Linked DNA regions of Mus musculus: region 2 is linked to region 1. Evidence: chromatin contacts called from public Hi-C data. All regions are on one chromosome and are shown on one strand. The core of a region is the stretch at or near the end of the contact, and the rest is flanking DNA. Distances in the headings are between cores, read along the strand shown.

What was found. Hi-C and Micro-C count contacts between places; a contact is called where the count stands out from the background.
Region 2: a contact with region 1 is called in a Hi-C map of differentiating embryonic stem cells, with 1.8 times the contacts expected there. The contact joins two enhancer-like sites. A contact is called at or near these places in 2 of 484 Hi-C or Micro-C datasets (differentiating embryonic stem cells and embryonic stem cells) and 1 of 115 datasets of contacts at active chromatin or transcription factors (embryonic stem cells).

Annotation. Positions count from the first base shown.
Region 1 is chr3:64,185,258-64,189,226 of GRCm38.p6, reverse strand. It overlaps a transcript of Vmn2r1 not described here. Among named protein-coding and RNA genes, the nearest start is that of Gm34462, 44 kb to the left of the region's middle. Within about 2 kb of position 1,961, at least 7 of the 459 cell types and tissues checked have an H3K27ac peak or open chromatin away from gene starts, as enhancers often do. A contact at or near this core is called in differentiating embryonic stem cells, where this site is marked.
Region 2 is chr3:64,319,701-64,323,456 of GRCm38.p6, reverse strand. No RefSeq gene overlaps it. Among named protein-coding and RNA genes, the nearest start is that of Gm23897, 3.0 kb to the right of the region's middle. Within about 2 kb of position 1,401, at least 9 of the 459 cell types and tissues checked have an H3K27ac peak or open chromatin away from gene starts, as enhancers often do. A contact at or near this core is called in differentiating embryonic stem cells, where this site is marked.

The DNA of each region.
Region 1 (3,969 bases), core at 712-3,211:
GTTCCCCTTCTAAGAACGATCAAAGTATCCACATTTTGGTCTTCCTTCTTCTTGAGTTTCATGTGGTTTGTAAATTGTATCTTGGGTATCCCGAATTTCTGGGCTAATATCCACTTATCAGTGAGTGCGTACCATGTGCGTTCTTTTGTGATTGGGTTACCTCACTCAGGATGATAATTTTAAGTTCCAACCATTTGCCTAAGATTTTCATAAATTCATTGTTTTTAATAGCTGTGTAAATGTATCACATTTTCTGTATCCATTCCTCTGTTGAGGGACTTTTGGGTTTTTTCTAGCTTCTGGCTATTATAAATAAGGCTGTTATGAACATAGTGGAGCATGTGTCCTTATTACATGTTGGAGCATTGTCTTAGTTAGGGATTCACTGCTGTGAACAGACACCATAACCAAGGCAAGTCTTATAAAACATAACATTTAATTGGGGTTAGCTTACAGGTTCAGAGGTTCAGTCCATTATCATCAAGGTGGGAACATGGCAGCATCCATGCTGTCATGGCACAGGCAGAGCTGAGAGTTCTATGTCTTGATCAAAAGTCAGCTAGTGGAAGACTGACTTCCAGGCAACTGGGGTGAGAGTCTTAAACCCATACCCACAGTGACCCACCTACTCCAACCAGGTCCCACCTATTCCAACAAGGCCACACCTCCAAATGGTGCCATTCCCTGGTCCAAGAACATACAAACCATCACAGGTATCTTCTGGGTATATGTCCAGGAGTGGTATTGCTGAGTCCTCAGATACTATTATGTCCACTTTTCTGAGGAACCACCAAACTGATTTCCAGAGTGTTTGCCTCAGCTTGCAATCCCACCAGCAATGGAGGAGTGTTCCTCTTTCTTCACATCCTCACCAGCATCTGCTGTCACCTGATTTTTTGATCTTAGCTATTCTGACTAGTATGAGATTAGCATGTAGAAGAATGCAAATTGATCCAGTCTCATTTCCTTGTACAAAGCTCAAGTCTAAGTTTATCAAGTACCTCAACATAAAACCAGATATACTGAATCTAATAGAAGAGAAACTGATGAAAAGCCTTGAATACATGGACAGGGGAAAAATCTTCTGGACAGAACACCAATAGCCTATGCTCTAACATCAAGTATTGAAAAATGTGACCTCACAAAATTTCAACGTTTCTATAAGGTAAAGGACACTGTCCATAGGGCAAGATTGCAACCAAAAGATTGGGGAAAGATCTTTGACAAGCCTACATCCAATAGAGGGCTAATATGCAATATATACAAAGGACTCAAGAAGTTACACTCCAGAGTAACAAATAACCCTAGTAAAGAACGGGGAACAGAGCTAAACAAAATATTCTCAACTGATAAATCTTGAATGTCCCAGAAGCACCTAATGAAATGTTCAACATCTTTAGTCTTCAGGGAAAAGCAATTCAAAACAACCATGAGTGTCCACCTTATACCGGTTTGAATGGCTTACATCAAAAACTGAGGTGACAGTAAATGCTGGCAAGGATGTGAAGAAAGAGAAACACTCCGCCATTCCTGGTGGGGTTAAAAGTTTGTTCAAACATTCTGGAAATCAGTCTGGTGATTCTCTAGAAAATTGAACATATTATGGCTATACAGCTCCTAGGTATATACCCAGAATATGCTCCAAGATTTAACAAGGACCTATGCTCCACTGTAGCCACCAGTGGCCACGGGTTACTGGGTTCCTGAAAGGAAAGATGGGGTTGAATGGGAAAGGTGGCGAGAGATATAATGCTCCAAGACAAAGTTCGCTGATCAAGGCCCAATGTTCACTTATGAGTCTGAGCTTATAAAGGGGAGGAACCCATCCCCACCATGCCAGGATCTCCTGGTCACTTTGTCAGGATCTGGAAATAAAGTTCAGCTGCTCAGCAGGTAGCTTCTCAAAGGAAACTGAAGATGTGGCAGACAAAAGGCTTTACCTAGGTCAGAAGACTCCACCCCAGGTGGGCTAGCAACTGCGGCAAAACAGGTCTGAGTTAGCCTGCTCAAAGCTGGGGGGAGGGTACAGTTCTACCCTTTTTATTTATTTATTAAAAATTAGCTGGACTGGGGCATAAAATTTACTTATGCTCCATGGTCCTGCCTGGCAATTATGGTGGCTGGAGGCTGCACCTGTCTTCGAACTACATCTATTGGACTCTTTTCTGATGCATCCTGGAGAACACATACAGCTTGTTTGTATTTATTTGAACAAATATGCCCTTTTAGCATTTATTATTAACAAATGCAGTCTCTTGGCACATGCCTCTGTCTTAGACTGAAAAAAGAGCTATAGACCAGTGGTCTGTCTTTGTCTATTGCCCCTCATTGCACACCTTTACCCCATTCAGACCAAAGCTACAATATGCACTCAATGAATCTCTTCATAGTGATGATTAACTGTCATCTGAGCTTTACTGAAGGTGAGCCTGCATGGAGGTAACTGATCTGCTTGAAATACAAAGTCAGGAGTTGAAAGCAACAAGATTAAAGTTGTCTGTGGGAATATTCCAGGCACTCAATTCAGTTGCAAATTAGCAATGGTCAGAACCATGTCTGGCCTCCCAACATTTGGTAGGTGGCTTTGAAAAATCAACAGAAAAACTGTTACTTCCCATCTAAATATTGGAGGCTGTTCCAAGTTAACTCTGCTGGCTAATAAAGATTTTAAGTCATCATCATATTTGGAATCTCCAATATTGGATTTATTTCTAGGCCAGTCCATGATTGTGTCAGAATAACTGATCATATTTAAGGAAAGAGAAGAGTCATTAAAAATCCTCCTCTTGATTAATTTTTCTAAATCAGTTTCCACAGTCTATGTTCTCTCTCCCACAAGGTATAAAAGCTTGAAGCAAGGCACCTTAGTTTGTCTAATCTGAGACATAGGCAAACAAAGGTGAGTCAACACAGCTTTCCTGACACATTGTCAGGGCACTCAGCAAGCTCACAGGTCAGCATTATCCTTTTGTGTCAGTATATTACACCAATCACTCTGGCAGTTAGCAAGCTCCTGCAGCATTCTGTGGGAAAAATCACAAACATGCCATCTTCCCCATATTAAATACCTGATCAGGATCATGCCATATGCCAATAAGTGAATCCTTTCATCTCACCTAGGCATGAGTATGCCTATTTGTATAACGCTATAGGCACTCAGCAAGGAGTTCCTTAGCATCCAAATTTGAAAATTTGAAAAATACAATTCATGATTTAAATAATGCAATACAATTCCCACCCCCCCCCTTTTTTTAAAGAAAATATTGTTTTAAAGTTCCACAATACCTTAGCGTTGAGAATTATTTAAAAAAACCAGTAACATAGGTAACATTAAATTGTTCACAAAATATCTCAAATGCCTCACTATAATAGCCAGTTCCATTACCTGTTTTAATCTTATTTGGAACTCCAAGCCTAAAAATAAATTAACATAGACAATGACTAATTACACTTTTAGTTGCTTCTCTTGTTAGAGCAGTTACAACTAGAAAGCCTGAAAAGGTATCAATAATCACATGTGCATATTTTTTTTCTAAAATCATAAATATTAGTATCCATTTGTAATAACTGATTAAGTCCTTGAGAATTAATGCCGTTATGTGGAACAGGTAGAAACTGAGGATATTGAGAACAAGTCTTTACAATTTGACATGCATATTCTCTAAAAATACCAAATTTTTATCTCAAACCATTACATTTTTTTATGTAAAGAATGAGATTATATGGCCAGTTGTTCTTGTGTAAGGCCTATAATCTGCCTGGGATATAAATCTGGCGTGGCATTGTCTTAAGGAGTCTTGTCCAGGCAACCTAGGATGAGTTCTTAAATGTCTGAAGACAGTCCTTTAAAGGAACAGCATTTTCCCTTAACTTGAGTTGTATATGCATAAACAATTGCAAATTTGAGAATTAGCAGTATCTAAAAAAGGAACAATTTCAAGCAATTATAAGCCCTGAGCTAGAGGGGGG
Region 2 (3,756 bases), core at 152-2,651, 130 kb before region 1:
AGAGAGAGAAAAGGGAGGAAGGAAGGAAGGGAGGAAGGAAGGAAGGAAGGAAGGAAGGAAGGAAGGAAGGAAGGAAGGAAGGAAGGAAGGAATAGAAAAAGAGAAAAAGAGAAAGAGAAAGAGAAAGAGAAAGAGAAAGAGAAAGAGAAAGAGAAAGAGAAAGAGAAAGAGAAAGAGAAAGAGAGAAACAAACAAACAAAGAGGAATTGTATATGTAAGCAAATAGCCACAAAATTAAACACTACACAAGCATCCATCCTTAAGTAGGACAATGAACTGAATATGCACAATGGAAGCCACAGTACACCAGAGAGACAACTCAGTGATAAAGGTACTGGTCACTCAAACTGTGCAACCTGAGTTCAACCCTCAGAACCCACACAAAGGAGAAGAAAACTAATTCTACAGAGTGTCCTCCTACCTTCACAAACACACCATAACATGCATACCTATGTGGCCACTTGCACACAATTGGATGCATACATTCATAAACAAAAAAGTAATAAAAGTATAATTTTAAATTCATTTAAAAGAAGAAATAATAATATCCAATACATACTAATTTTTTAAAATGTTCAAAATCCTTAGCCATCAGGTAAATAAAAGAGTTACAAGATTTTGTATCCTGGGTCTCTCAGAGACCAGTCTACAAAGGAGAGTGCGGGACTTCATCTTCAGCAAGGAGGCAAAGCTGAGCTCTAGACCTTTGTGCACCTTCCCAGCAAGAGGAAAGTGCTCTGACCACTGAGACTCAGGAGAGAGTTGGACTCCCAGGAGTGCTGACAGAGGCTAAAGAATCACAGGAGGAACAAGTTCCAGACAGAGACAGCTAGAACATCTAATAACAGAGATTACCAGATGGGGAAAGGCAAACTAAGTATCTTATTAACAGAAACCAAGACCACCTGGCATCATCAGAACCCAGTACTCACACCACATCGAGTTGTGGATACCCCAACTGCTATGCCCCCTCCAGTGAAGTCTGCTTGATAGGCCAAGAGGCTTGGAAGCACTCACAAGGCAAAGAGTTTAAAGGAAACTATGCCTCCTGGAACCTTGGCATTCTCATAGCCCATATACTCAAACCCTGTCCCCGCATTAGTCTGACGTATGGATCTGTGTGCTTTCTTGTATTATAAGTGCCTTTAAGGACTGATTCTTTTGACATAGGTAAGCCTGCACCAGTGAGTATTCCAATATCTTAGAAAATTCTTGAAGCCCACAGTGAGCTTCTAATTCAGTAAGAATTAGAATTCGAATTCACTTCTAGTAGACACAGTGAAACTAATTAGGCATTACAAAGAATAGAGCTAAAAATGCTCAGGGCTAGTCTGCATAGTGATTACTTGGGACAATAGCCGAGTCTCACCCAAATAAGGGAATACAAAATAGCCTAGCTAGTAGGTGGTGAACCATGAAAGAGTTGGTGGAAGGGAATTACCCTGGGGCAGGTTTCTTCACTAGGCACAAAGGAATAGCATAATCAGGTATTTACTGAAGAACCCCTGGTGGTGGGTTTAACAATAGGCTAGCATTACATTAGAACACTCACCTGGCTCCATTTTAAGTGGTAAACTTGGCCTGTTCCCCACCATCTTTTGATGTATTCATTTCTTTTGTTTTATGTCACATAAACTTGGTGGATGTGTCCACCTGGCTTTCTGTATAAAAAAGTCGAATTTTCATTTGGACAATACATTCAGATTCAACACACTCTTTCCTGTCTGCAGCTGTCTGTCAATACTTGCCGACTCTATTCTCATCTGTCTGAGACTCTGATTCCCAGGAATTGAGGGGGGCGACGAAGCCCAGTTCATGGCACCCAACATACCCGAAAAGCAAGATTCCGATCTAAAATCATATCTAATGATTCTTGTAGAGGATTTTAAAAAGGGCATTAATAACTCACTTAAAGAAATACAAAAGAACACTGCTAAACAGGTAGAAGTTCTTAAAGAGGAAGCACAAAAAAACAAAACAAAACCAAAAAAAAAAAAAAAACCAAAAAAAACCTTAAATAGTTACAGGAAAACACTCCTAAACAGGTAGAAGTTCTTAAAGAGGAAACACAAAAACCCCTTAAAGAATTACAGAAAAAAAAAACCAAAACCACAATAAACAGGTGATGGAATTGAACAAAACCATCCAAAATCAAAAATGGAAGTAGAAACAATAACGAAAATGCAAAGGGAGACAACTCTGGAGAGAGAAATCTGAGGAAAGAAATCAGGAACCATAGATGCAAACATCAGAATACAAGAGATGGAAGAGAGGAAAAAAAAAAAAAAAAAAAACTCAGGTGCAGAAGATTCCATAAAAAAACATGAACACAACAATCAAAAACAAAAAAAGAAAAGCAAAATGCAAAAAGGTCTATTCTCAACAATAAAAGAACCTCTGGTCTAATCACCAAGCCTGATCTTAAGCTGCACTACACAGCTATTGTGGTTAAAAACTGCATGATAATTGTACATAGACAGACAGGTAGATCAATGGAATAGAATTGAAGACCCAGAAATGAACCCACACACTTATGGTGAGTTGATCTTTGACAAAGTAGCTAAAACCATCCAGTGGAAAAAAGACAGCATTTTCAACAAATGGCGCAGGAACAACTGGTAGTTATCATGTAGAAGAATGCAAATAGATCCATTCTTATCTCCTTGTACAAAGTTCAAGTCTAAGTGGATCAAGGAACTCCACATAAAACCTGAGAGACTGAAACTTACAAAGGAGAAAGTGGGGAAAAGACTCAAATATATGCTTCACAACAGAAAAATTCCTAAATAGAACAGCAATGGCTTGTGATGTAAGATCAAGAATCAACAAATGGAACCTCATAAGAGTGCAAAGCTTCTGTAAGGCAAAAGACATGTCAATAAGACAAAAAGGCCACTAAAAGATTGGGAAAGGATCTTTACCAATCCTAAATCTGATAGGGGATTAATATCTAACTTATACAAATAACTCTAGAAGCTGGACTCCAGAAAATCAAATAACCCGATTTAAAAATGGGGTATAGAGCTAAACAAAGAATTCTCAACTGAGGAATACCTAACGGCTGAGAAGCACCTGAAAACATGTTCAACATCCTTAATCATCAGGGAAATGCAAATCAAAATAACCCTGAGATTCCACCTCACACCAGTCAGAATGGCTAAGATCAAAAATTCAAGTGACAGCAGATGTTGGTGAGGATGCAGAGAAAGAGGAACACTCCTCCATTGCTGGTGGGATCGCAAGCTGATACAACCATTCTGGAAATCATTTTGGCTATTCCTCAGTAAATTAGATATACTGGAAGATACAGCAATACTTCTCCTGGGCATATATCCAGAAGATATTCCAACTTGTAATAAGGACACATTGTCCAATATGGTCATAGCAGCCTGATTTATAATAGCCAGAAGCTGGAAAGAACCCAGATGTCCCTCAAGAGAAGAATGGATACACAAAATGTAGTACATTAACACAATGGAATACTACTCAAACAATTAATACTACTAAAACAATTAATTTATGAAATTCTTAGACAAATGGACGGATCTAGAGGATATCATCCTGAATGAGTTAACCCAATCATGAAGAACACACAAGCTATGCACTAACTGATAAGTGGATATTAGCCCAGAAATTTAGAATACTCAAGATAAAATTTGTGAAACACACTAAACTCAAGAAGGAAGACTAAAGTGTGGATACTTCATTTCTTCTTAGAATGGGAAACAAAATGCCCATGGAAGGAGTTACAGAGAC